Regions from separate parts of the Mus musculus genome. Here regions 1 and 3 are each linked to region 2. Evidence: chromatin contacts called from public ChIA-PET and HiChIP or PLAC-seq data. All regions are on one chromosome and are shown on one strand. The core of a region is the stretch at or near the end of the contact, and the rest is flanking DNA. Distances in the headings are between cores, read along the strand shown.

What was found. HiChIP or PLAC-seq counts read pairs in DNA pulled down with a chosen protein or histone mark. ChIA-PET counts read pairs in DNA pulled down with a chosen protein or histone mark.
Region 1: a CTCF HiChIP or PLAC-seq map of CD8 T cells shows a contact between it and region 2, with 5 read pairs. The contact joins two enhancer-like sites. A contact is called at or near these places in 3 of 15 datasets of contacts at CTCF or cohesin (CD8 T cells, the NIH/3T3 cell line and large pre-B cells), 1 of 484 Hi-C or Micro-C datasets (nephron progenitors), 3 of 115 datasets of contacts at active chromatin or transcription factors (double positive thymocytes, effector CD8 T cells and fibro-adipogenic progenitors) and 3 of 9 other capture datasets (adipose tissue, liver and pancreatic islet).
Region 3: an RNA polymerase II ChIA-PET map of effector CD8 T cells shows a contact between it and region 2, with 4 times the contacts expected there. The contact joins two enhancer-like sites. A contact is called at or near these places in 4 of 15 datasets of contacts at CTCF or cohesin (CD8 T cells, the G1E-ER4 cell line, the NIH/3T3 cell line and 1 more), 21 of 484 Hi-C or Micro-C datasets (B cells, the C2C12 cell line, CD8 T cells and 13 more), 10 of 115 datasets of contacts at active chromatin or transcription factors (CD8 T cells, the HPC-7 cell line, Th17 cells and 5 more) and 3 of 9 other capture datasets (adipose tissue, liver and pancreatic islet).

What each region holds. Positions count from the first base shown.
Region 1 is chr7:66,158,845-66,162,904 of GRCm38.p6, forward strand. The region is part of intron 2 of Chsy1 (chondroitin sulfate synthase 1); the gene reads left to right. Among named protein-coding and RNA genes, the nearest start is that of Chsy1, 51 kb to the left of the region's middle. Within about 2 kb of position 1,402, at least 8 of the 459 cell types and tissues checked have an H3K27ac peak or open chromatin away from gene starts, as enhancers often do. A contact at or near this core is called in CD8 T cells and effector CD8 T cells, where this site is marked.
Region 2 is chr7:66,260,619-66,264,754 of GRCm38.p6, forward strand. It overlaps Lrrk1 (leucine-rich repeat kinase 1), which reads right to left. Exons shown (of 34, transcript NM_146191.3): 32 at 1,428-2,278; 33 at 1,120-1,221. The region is part of intron 2 of Gm33442 (a long non-coding RNA gene); the gene reads left to right. Among named protein-coding and RNA genes, the nearest start is that of Gm33442, 10 kb to the left of the region's middle. Within about 2 kb of position 2,328, at least 53 of the 459 cell types and tissues checked have an H3K27ac peak or open chromatin away from gene starts, as enhancers often do. A contact at or near this core is called in CD8 T cells, Th1 cells and effector CD8 T cells, where this site is marked.
Region 3 is chr7:66,178,123-66,181,980 of GRCm38.p6, forward strand. No RefSeq gene overlaps it. Among named protein-coding and RNA genes, the nearest start is that of Chsy1, 71 kb to the left of the region's middle. Within about 2 kb of position 1,314, at least 151 of the 459 cell types and tissues checked have an H3K27ac peak or open chromatin away from gene starts, as enhancers often do. A contact at or near this core is called in CD8 T cells, Th1 cells and effector CD8 T cells, where this site is marked.

The DNA.
Region 1 (4,060 bases), core at 152-2,651, 100 kb before region 2:
TCAAAAGAAAGGAGACATTTAAATGGGCCCTGCAGGTAGATCTTGCCAGCTTCTTTAGGAAGAATCAACATAACAATTAGGAGTATTTATATAGGTACTCACTTAGATAAATCAGAGATGGAAATAATTAAAACTTTGTTCCTTTTCATCTCAGGAAGTTGCCTGTGGGTCACTGTTAGCTGCTAGGGTTGCATACATGAAGTGTGTGTGACGAGGACACGTGAAGAGAAGCTAGGGCATGCATTCAGGCTTGGATCACAGCTCTCCTGCTTGGTCTGGTTGACTGTTACACAGCTCCTGGTTGTGAATCTTGGTGTAGAACACTGTTACTCACTTGGTGGTGTGGCTCTGGTCACTTATTTTGTCATTAATTAAATCTTAAAGTAGTAATATTGGTTATTTCTAAGTAATAATTCTGGTTAGTCTGGTATTTCTGGAGTTAATATTTGCTCAGGGTTTTTCTGGTTTCTGTTGGTAAACATGATTGACTATTGCTTAACCCCATGGGTACCCCCCTCATGCACTGCACACAGACATCCAATTTTTAAAGAAATCTTTTTTAAATGAATTTTTTTTTAAATCTATGAAGTATGGGAGGTCTTCCCATCTTCTAGTGTCTTCTTTAGTTTCTTTCTTTAGTGTTTTATGTTTTTCATTGGAGAGGTCTAACATCGTAGGTATGCTTTATTCTAAGGTCTATAAATTCTTCCTTTTTTGAAAAAAGCTTTTCCAGCTTGATGGAATATAAGTTTCTAAAGATGTATCCTAATGCTTTTCTGAGTTTCTTCAATATCCTTTATTGGGCCTGCTTTTCTACCTCTGATTTGGTTAATACGGATCTTCCCTCTCTGAGGTTGGCTACCAGTGTACTGATTCTGTTTCCTTGTTGTTGGTGGTGGTTTTAATTGTTTTTTTTTTTTTTTTTTCATTTCATTAATTTCTGTTGTAACTTTGACTATTTCTTTCCATATGCTTACTTGAGTTTGGCCTGTGTTTCTTTCTCCAGGCCTTATTATATCTACCCCATTTTACATGAGCGTAGCACGGTTTGATACCTGACCATCAGTGGGACATGAGGAGATGAGTGTGAGAAGGCTCAGAAAGATGTGACACTTTCCTTCTGTCTTAGTTAGGGTTTACTGCTGGGAACAGACACCGCGACCAGGCAGTCTCACAAAGGCAACATTGAATTGGGGCTGGGCTGCAGTTTCAGAGGCAGTGCATTGTCGTCATGGCGGGAAGCATGGCAGCATGCAGGCTCACTCGGTGCTGGAGAAGCCAAGGCTTTTGTGCTTTTATCTGAAGGAAGCCAGGAGGAGATGGTCTTTCACACTGGGCAGAGCTTGAGGCTAGGGTACCTCCAAGCCCCACCTCCACAGCCACAGACTTCCTCTAACAAGGCTGCATCTCCTCCCATAAAGTCACACCTCCTAATAGTGCCACTTCCCATAGGCCAAGCATATTCAAACCACTACACCTTCTTCAAATGGAAGTCATTCTCACAGGGTTCATGAGTAACCTATTTTTAAAAGAGTATATGCTTGCTTTGTATCTGCATCTACTTTTTATTTTACTTACTCATCTCTGTCTGTCTGTCTGTCCGTCTATCTTTTTTTGAAGCAAGGTCTCTCTCTATAGCTCAAGCTGGCCTGGAATTCAGTGTGTAACCCAAGCTAGCTTCGAGCACATGGCTTTGACATGCTTAAGCATGCCAACTGTTGTGATTACGGGTGCGAGCCACTGCTCTCAGCTCTCCTTTTTATAGTTATACATAATTGATACTGAGTAATGCAATCAAGATGCCATGAAAATGGAATCGTTCTCTGTGCTGCTACCCTGCCTCTCCCGTTTTCCGTAAGAGAGATGCTCTGGTCTTCGGCTGATGCATGAGTTACTTCTTTGCCAGTAATCTTCATGCTTTCTCTCTTCTGTGACTTTTTCACTACTCTTATAACTCCGTCGTTTTAGCGTATCTTTTTATTCTTTTTAATTTTTTAATTCTTTTATTTTTATTTTTATTTTTGGTTTTTCAAGACAGGGTTTCTCTGTATAGCCCTGGCTGTCCTGGAACTCACTCTGTAGACCAGGCTGGCTTCAAACTCAGAAATCCGCCTGCCTCTGCCTCCCGAGTGCTGGGATTAAAGGCGTGCGCCACCACGCCCGGCTGCATATCTTTTTATTTATTTAGCCAATACTGCCCTCAAGGTTAGTTATTGTTTGTTTAGGGAAGTTCAGGTGGTCAGAAGTAGAATGTCATAACTAAACACTATGATCGGTTTCTGTTTTAATATCGGTAAGTACTTTTATTAAACATTTTAAAGATTTACTTATGTTTACTTTATGTGTATTAGTACTTGCCTTTGTGTGCAAGTCATACCACACGTGTGAAGGTCAGAAGACAATGTGCAGGAGTCAGTTCTCTCTTGCATCATGTGAGTTCTGGGATTCAGACTCACAGCAAGCACCTTTACCCACTGAGCCATCTCACCAGCTCTGAAATGATCTTAAGGGGTTTTAAAATAGTATTGTAAGTGATGTAACTTTCTACATGTGCATGCTAAGAGTCATATGCTTTATAACTGTAGACTTAGAAATGCTGCTTATAGCCGGGCGCGGTGGTGCACACCTTTAATCCCAGGACTTGGGAGGCAGAGGCAGGCGAATTTCTGAGTTCGAGGCCAGCCTGGTCTACAGAGTGGGTTCCAGGACAGCCAGAGCTACACAGAGAAACCTTGTCTCCAAAAACCAAAAGAAAAAAGAAAGAAAAAAAAAGAAATGCTGCTTATAAGGCCAATTTCCAGGGCTGGAGATGTGGTTGTGCATTTAAATTTAGTCCTGTCTCCTGCCATTGCTGCCAGGCAGACGTGTGGGATACAAACATGCAGCTAATCACACACAGAAAAATAAAATTTTTTAACTCACCTTTCACTTATGGAGTCCCATTTTGTTTTTTGAAGACAATTTAGAAGACAGTTTATAAGATACAGCTTATGAAATCTGTTCATAGCCCAGAAGTGTATTGCAATAAAATGGTGGCTTTTAAGATGCTCTTTTATCCTCCCAGCCCTCATTCTCTCAGAGTTCCTCTTCCCACCGCACTCACACATGCACACGAAGTGGAGACTTGTGGTCTCATCGCATGCAGAGATAGAGGCAGGGTTAGAAAGTGGGATGCGCAGGGACTCGAGGTAGCCAGGATGTCAGTGCTGCCTTCCACTGCAGTGAGGGGCTGGAGACTGGCTGGGGCGTTAGGCTTCACTGTGCTTGGTGCAGCTCTATCTCAGCACACAGTACCAAATGTAAGCAGGGATATATGGCCATAAATGGGTAGCTAGATAGTTGTTTTGGCCATGTAATTAATCTGGAAGGTAGAACTCAAAGTGGATAATGAAATAGAGTTAAAAACCTAAATGTTTCGGGATTGTTTCTCAGGTGAAGTACCCACTTACAATGTGTGTGTACGAATGAGCAAGATAAACAGAGTCAGCATGCGTCATTCATTGAGGGGAATGGTCTCACCATAAATGAGCTTTGTGGTTTCTTCCTTTTGCTTAGAAGCACTAGGCACAGTCCGTGGGTTGATAATACAACATAAGTTACCCATTTGCGTTCTTTCTCATTTGAAGCTTAAGAATAATACTTTTAGTAATGACTTCCCCATGAAAGTCTCCCTTACCACACAGAAGGCAAGTGGCTCCCTGCTTTTAAGTTAATCCCATTTGGACAAAATGCAGGGCAGTCCCTGGTTCAGGCCTGGGTGGGCACCTGACTGCAGATGCACGTGAGGAAGGGCAGGCAGTAGGAATTGTACGCGTCATGATTGTCCTTTCTTCCAGGGATCCTCCGTTGCTGGGGCTCTGGCATGCCCACACACAGAGCAGAAGTGATTGCAGAGTGGGCTCCACAGCCCAGAGAATGTGTTTTCTTAGGAAAGGTACCCGTCACCCAGCATGGACCACTGGCTGTTTGCTGCCAGGAATGTTCATCGTCCACATCACATCGGTTGCTTTTCAACCCTTCCTAAACTCTAACCCAGACTTAGAGATCCTTGAAGCTCATA
Region 2 (4,136 bases), core at 1,078-3,577:
TATCAAGAGTCTCTGGTCCTTCCTTGCTTTTTTAGCTGGCCAACTCGGGTCTTTCTGCTTCTAGCAAACGTGGCCGACTCTTGATAAAACCTGTCTCAGGGTGGGGGTGGGGGGTGACTAGAAAAGGATACCAGTATAGTCAGAGTAGGTATGCCAAGGTCAACCAACCTGGTTCTGAGGACCCATTTGTTTCCCAAAGCCCAGCTTGGACACAAAGCTTCCTTTGGCCAGGTCAGCCAGGGCTCAGGAGCAAAGCCTGATCTTATTTCACAGAGAAGATCCCAGACTCACTAGCAGGCAAGCGACTGGATGTGGCATGAGTGACTGGCTGTTTGTCACTGACTGTCCTGCTCTGGGCAGAATGGGACTGTGCGATGATATTAAAGATGAATCAAGACCTTTGTCCAAGGATGAGTGACAGCGCATGCTGCCAGTGAATCTACTACGATGGGAAATACTTCACACGTTTGGCTTTAGGGACTTTCATGGGGAGCTTCAGGGTAAGGGATAAACACTGCCAAGAACTCTGGCTTAATGCCAGGCTCCCATCTCCCTGGCCACAAAGGCTGTGCCCTGGACTGTTGTCCTCACAGCAGCGACTGGCATGTCTCCTAGCGCTACTCACTGCAGATTAGCATCAAGTCACACTCTCAGGCTCAGAGAGAGGAGCTGCAGAGTGGGGCCATGTCACCTGGCCCTATCTGGTGCTTCATGGGGGCTGGTGGGTCCCCTAACATTGGGGTGGGGGGACCTCTCCTGTTTGGAAGGAAGGACAGTGAACCAATTGGAGAGACCTTCGTTTCAATCCCAGCTGAATCTGGCCCTGGTGATACACCTTTGGCAGTGTACTTGATCCACAGGTACACAGACAGCCCAGAAATAGATATCCTTGGCCAGTGGTTGATGCTCTATTCAGCCACCATGCTGAACCTCAGGAGCTGCCTGGAGGACCCTACCTTGCTTCTGTTTGACTCTGTGGCCACACTGGTGGATCCAGAGGCTTATCTGTGGGAGCCCAGGGGGTAGCAGGGCTGCTGTGCTGTCTAGTGGGCATGTTAGTGAGTCCTAAGGTTCCCCACACCCCTCCCCCCAGCCATATAGAAGGGTTCTCAGTCTTACCCGTGCCGATTGAGCTCTCGGGCTTTTAAAACAGCGATGACTCTGCCCCGCTGGGCACCTGAATCCTTCTCCAGGCCGATGACAATGATATCTCCTCCATGTCTAAAGGACCAAAATCAAGACAGGGAAGAGCTGGCTCAGGATGCTGTGCTATCCAGATCACTCTCAATTCTAAAACCGAATGGCAAGGCCTGCTCGGCAGAACGGCCCAGATGGACCTGGGAATCTTTAAGGAAGCCACGGGTTCCACTCACCCCAGCCCCAAAGCAAGAGGCTCAGAAATGATACTTCCACACCACAAAGCTTACCTAGGAACCCAAATGAGGTCTTTGACAGCAAGCACCTTCACAGCCTGCAGGTGCTGGCTGAACGTCTCCCCATCCATGGGGCTCAGGTCATGCTCAGTTCTGTCAGAGGTGACACTGGGCTCCTGCAGCCTGTCTGAGTCTTCATAGTTGGCAGAGAAAGGCACACTGGAATAGCTGGTGAGGGAGCTGGGCAGACTGGAAGGGGACCTAGGATCTTGGTGGGGTGGGGACGAAGAATAAGAGGACATGGAGCAGTAGTCGGTGAGCGAGTCCTGGTGGGTGAGGATCTGCGTGCCCAGCTCCTCGCTGTACATGATGCTCACATCCGCGATGCACTCTTCCACAGGCCCCTTTGAGGTGGTTTTGTGACTGCCTGGGGTTTCTAGGACTGAAGGCTGCACAGAAAACGTGTCCCTGAGAGGATTGGGGTCCCCACAGAAGTACCGGGCACAGAGCTGGTAGGTGGCTGAGTGGTACATCACTAAGCAATTGGCCTTGTCGTCGAGGCACCAGACCATCTCCTCTCCTCTGCAGTCTGAGCTGCACACAAGTGACGTGACCATGGACGGAGCTGCGTAGGGCTCCAGCCGCCTGCTGATGTCCAGGATGGTGCAGTCAATGACGAGGAGGCCAGGCCCGTTGCTGTACCAGACCTCAGACCCACTGTTGACCACTTCCATTGCCTTCACTGGGTAAGGGTTCTGCCGTGCATCTTCGTCGGGGATGCAGAACTTGGACCTGTTGGCTGTGTGGGAGCACAGGTAGGAGCAGCTTTCTTTTGGGGTGCCCCGTGCCACAGGAAACACAGCCACGAGTCCGTCAGCCAGGCCTGCCAGCACCAGGAAGGAGTTCTGTGGGGGGAAGGGACAGGGACACACAATATTCTTTCATGTCACACATGCGAAGAGAGAAACCACAGACACCAGACTCATCTCTCTATGTGCCTCAAGTGGTCACATGATCTTCCATAGTGCCTCAGAGAAGTAAAGCCTTTGAAATCTTGGCCTGCTCAGGGGTCTCAGGACTCTGTCCAGAGATGATGTAGCCTTGCCCCAGCAAAGCCACACCCACCACTGGTGCTGCAAGGCAAGAGGTAAGCCAGGGAGAACAGTGCCCATAGTGCTGAGGGCATCAAGCAAGGGTGCCACCACCTGGCATTGGTCCCTTGCTGGAGGAGCAGCGGGGAGCTGCCTTTCCTGGATGCCATGAAGGCCTCATGAAAGGCAGGGCAGAATGCTCTCCCTGTTGTAGATAGCTTATTAACATGACAGCTGTTATAGGCATGAGTTCTGTTTATTGCTCACACGGTGGAGAACTCCAGAAAAGCAGGGGGCAGGTCTCTGTGCCCACCACTGTCACCTGGGCACTGCACTGGCACAGGAAAGGGTTAAGTCTGAGACACCTCTGTGGCCCGGGATCCCACTGTTTCCATCAAGTGGACAATCTATGACCCTGGAAGAACGAGCTTCTAGCTTAACTCTCCTGCTGGCATGTCTTGGTCCCATGTGCCCACATCCACACTCTGAAGAGCCTGGGCTGACACTACTGAGGAGTTTGACTTACCACGAAGCACCGTTTCCTCTGTAGCCACCGCCAGAGGTTACTAGGCAGAAGCCAAAGCTGCAGGTACAAAGCCAAATACAGGCTTCCAGGGGTGTCTCACAGAGCAGAGCAGAGCAGAGCAGAGCAGAGCAGAGCAGAGCAGAGCAGAGCAGAGCAGAGCAGAGCAGAGCAGAGCAGAGCAGATACAGAGTGAGTGGGTCAGGAAAAGGGCCACAGAACCAAGTCAGAGTTCATGACAGGACCCCAGCCTTGTTCTATCTAGCCAGGGGGAATGGCAGAAAGCCACTTTGTTAGCAGTCAGGGTGCCTGTGTGGAGCGGGGTGGGCAGCTGTTCAGGGTAGTAGAGTGAGTGGCCTCTCACACAACATCCACAGTAAGGAGCCCTAGGAAAATTTCTCAAAATCCATCTTCAGGATCTAGGTCAATAAAGCAGCCAGAGCAAACAGGCCATAAGTCTTTCTGGATCCTGGCCCTGCTGGCCGGCGTGGGGAACACCACGTTCGGTGGGTTGTGAGCGTGCTTGTGCAAGAATGCACGCACGGTCTGCCCTGTGTGGCCTCCGCAGGTCAACCTCCACGGGGGCAGGCACCCTGCGCAGGAGGCTCACACAGAGTCCGCTTTATTTCCCCTGCTCCGGCAAGACGTGAGCCCTGGCTGGGGCTCTGGCTGTCAGGGCCCTTCAATAATGCTTTGTGTCCGTTTCTCCCAGCCTCTGGTGTAGAGATCCCAGCTGCCTAGGGTGCTCCTGGGGCTACAGTCATAAATGACTGTAAGGTTCATTTCATACCCATTTTCTGTCCCTTTTATAAAGAAATGAAGCTAGATCAGGGTGCAGAGAAAAGCTCACAGGTTTGGCGACATACAAAGTCATAGCAACCTTTAGCTCCAAGTACCCAGCCTGGAACTCTGGGCTCCATAGGTCCAGAGACCTATTTCATTACTCAATCATCCTCATGTTAGGCGGACAAATGGGGACCACATAAGGGCAGGCCGCACATTATAAAAAGCTGTGCTAGGAAGTGATGCTTATGCACTGGTGGAAGGCACGCGTTTTACCCACAGGCCCCTTGTGACCTGATTGGATCCAGGGAAGGAAGCAGAGCTTGGGAGAGCAAGCAGTGCCACCCAACTTCTCAGAGGAGTTCC
Region 3 (3,858 bases), core at 64-2,563, 84 kb before region 2:
ATATCTGAGAATCACTGTGGGAAGACAGTGCTCAGTATGTTGTTGGCTGCACCATCCTAGGAAAAAGAGCTACTCCCAAACTCAACCCCATGGCCACAAAACTTGAGTCATGGCAAAACAAAGAGAGGGCAGACATAATGGTGAGTCAGGCGAGCTTCAGACACATAGCCTTTTAGGGAATGTGGTCCACTCGGAGCCTTGCCCTGGAGACAGATGAGAAATGGAAGCCGCCAGCTCACCATAGGGGGTTCCTGACATGCTGGCATGGCAGTGGTGCGGGATAAAGCGGGGCAGTGCCACCAGGTGTCCCTCTAGAAACCAGGTATGGTTTTTCTGGTGGGAAAATGCGTATTTGCAAATACATGGGGGTGAACTTGATTGGCAACCATGGAGCTACTTAACCTGTGCCCTAGGCTAGTTTTGAAGGCTATTTTATAAAATTACATTTAATAGGTGTTAGTTAAGATTTTTTTTACTGTCGATTGGGGATGGTGGCATACACCTTTAATCCCAACACTCTGGAGGCAGAGGCGGGTGGATCTCTAAGTTTGAGGCCAGCCTGGTCTACAGAGCAAATTATAGGATAGCCAAGACTACACAGAAAAACCGTGTCTCAAAAAAACCTAACAAAACAAAACAAAAAAACAAGAAAATGGATGTTGGCTTTGATGTTCCCGGAAGACCCAGTACATCACTAAGTTGGAAGATAGTGTTTAGCCATGGGTTTGTTCCAGCAATGAAGACTCCACAAATGGGAGTTGTATCAGAAGAGTGGGCAAAGGAAGACAGCTGGGCAGGGACAGCACTTGTCCCACCCCCAGCACCAGTGCCCTGAGGATTTCGTTAGGGACCTTGGGCTGCAGGGAACTGACCATAGTCATATCTGCCCTAGCGACTTTCCAAGGTCCAGAGGTAGATGTGGCAACCATCAATGGGAAATGAGTTTACATTATGACTCGTGGGTCTTTAAAATTAGATTCAGAGGTAGGCCTTTCCCCCTGAGAGGCTGTGCCCTCAAGATCCTGAGTGCCAGCCGTTTCTCTGAGATGGCTTGTCAGGGCAGTGACTGTCTGGGCCACATCCTTGGGCGGATGTGACTGGTAGATTTCATCAGTGTGGACGGATTGGAAAGCCCTGTCCAGCCCCAGCTGGTTTCCTGTGGGTCTGCCAGAAGTCGCTGGGCAGCCTTAGGTGCTGTGCCTGCCCAGAAGTTTCCTCTCAGCTGCCAGGGCCAGCGCTGAAGCAAGGAATATGTTTGGCTTCCACTTGCTTCTGTTAGCTCAGAGGCTGTAGGCATGCGCACACCATCTCTCTAGCCTCCCCTCATGTGAGGGCTGCTCAGGGTGGCGCTTCCCTTTGAACCGCAGCTAATTGCTCCCTGACTGCTCCACTGCGCAATTCCACCCAGGGCCCTCTCCCTACCTCCCGGGAGGAGTGCCCCATAGCAAGCATCCTTCCTGGCTGCCTCTCAGTTTCAAATGAGGAGGAAAATATTCATGAGCCCCAAGACTCAGAATCACATAGAATTCCAAAGAATAGGTATAAAACTGCCACAGATTGTCCGAAAAAGAAGTCATCTGAGAGAATTCGAGGTTGCCAACGTGCAACAGGAATGCTGTGCAGGCTGAATTCTGATTGTGACATCAGGAACACAATCTCTACTTGGGACAAACAATGGCTGTGCTTTGGCTCTGAGTGAACAGGTATCCGTTACCTCAAATCTAGGACCAGTGCCAGTCTGTGGCTCTGGGGTGAGCCAGAGAACCGGATGCAAGCATGCTACCCTGCTCCCTGCATCTCAGCCAACATCACTGAAGGCTGTTGCCTTACTGTGACTCTAAATTGGGAGGGACGCTGGCTCAGCTGTACATCCTGAAATACCAGGTGACCCAGGGCTCAAGACCAGAGGAAGGATAACGGGTCTTCATACTGTGGGATGTATCTGAGTAGCCCACTTTACAGATAACCCGTGGTTACATAGACTCATGAGAATGTGCAGGGAAGGGTGTCTACACAAAGGACTGTCACGCCATTCCCCTTACACAAGAGCCACAGGCTCGGAACCAAACAGAACTGAGTTTGGGTCAGCAGTGTTCTGGGCCAGCTCAGACTGGAGAACACGCCTCATTTCCAGCCCTGCCTGTGATATCACAATGCGAGTCAGTAATCATTTACACTTCAGGAAATGGCCAGTGCTTCAAAGCAGGCTTAATTTTTTTTTTTCTAAGTTGGTTTTGCCACAAAGCACTGGTTTGAGTCAACTCCATAGACCTCAGGTCCCAATCTGCTGCTATGTGATCTTGGGCAGATTTCCTGTGTCAGAGTTTGGTTTCCTGCTCTGTAAAGAGGGCATGGTTACCCATCTCCTCCCCAAGACTGACGGGGTATTTTGTGGTTTTATGTCAGCTATAATGGCAAGTACCATCACCACCTGTCATGTCCCCTGAAACTACTGCTTGATCCGACCATCCTGCACTTTACCCAGTGGTCCTCAGCTGCCTTTCTGACTTTACCTGTCCACATAACCCCTGCCTCATCTCTGCACCCAAGCATGAACCAGAAGAACCTGAGCTCCAGTCACGTGGCATCTGGAGTGCCCCCTCCCTCTTCTGGGCACACCTGCAGACTTGGCCAGTACCAGCCTCGGACCAAGGTTTCTTCCCGCTTGTCATAGCAGGTTCTAGGTTTTAGCTGCAAATGCCAAATCTTCACTTCCCTGTGACCCAGCTAGCATAGCGGACTGGGCAGGAGCAGGATCCAGCCATCTTGGAGCCCCATGAGGGATGTGATAAGTCACTGTGCAAAGCCGAGTTAGTCAGCCTTTGTGTTGGCTGGGGTATGTGTCAAAGGAAAATCAGAGCTAAAATGAGATACTCCTATAAAGGCAGCTGTGGCTTTCAGCTTTTCCAAGAAAAAAACCAAACGGCTCTCAGTGAAAGACAAGAGCCACGGAATACCTCTCAGCTGGAATCCTGAAGTGAGTGTTCCTGGGTCAGTGACTCAGTGCCTAGCACTCAAGGGCTGTTACCTCATTCATGGCTCTCTCTGTGCCTGTGAGTTCTGTGTTCCTGGCCTTGGCTTCTGATGAGAAACTGAAGCTCAGAGAGCGTGAGTAACGTGCCTAGGGTCACAGAGCTAGTAACTGATAGATCTGTCCAAACAGATGAGCCTCATTCTGGTAGCTGGTGTGTGGTGGCGATGGAGGTGGGGATGTGGTGGCGATGGAGGTGGGGATGGGAATGCGTTACGTGTTTTGCTTGTCAGGGATATAAGATCCTCAGCTTAGAGTACTCACCTACTACCAGGAAATGGTGGTCACTGAACGGAGTCAACTGTTTAAGAGCTAAAGACTCATACATAAGAGATCTTTAAAACTTTTCTCCACCTTAAAAAAAAGTTAAACTCTTTGATTGTGAATCGGCCAGTCTAGGCTACATAGTAAAATTCTGTCTCAAAAAAAAAAAAAAAAAAAAAAAAAGTAGTATTTTGTAAAGGTTTCATGTCTTAGTGTATTTTCCACTGCCACAACAAAACACTTGCCATCAAATACTTTATGAAAGGTAGAATTTTATTGGCTCACAGTGCTGGGGACTGGGATGTCTTGGTCTCTGGTGAGGGTCATTGGTGTGGTGGAGGGCAGCTCATGGCAAGACTGAACAAGCACTCTGGATTTGGTCTCTTGTTGTTGTTGTTGTTGTTGTTGTTGTTGTTGTTGTTAGACATCAGCTCCTGCCAGCATGGGACCCATCTTTACAACCTTCCAAAATCTCACCTTCAAACACCATCAGTGTGTGGATTTCAGGATTAGGTTTCTAACACATGCATCTTGGGGGTGGGGGAAGCGCATTCAAAACGAGC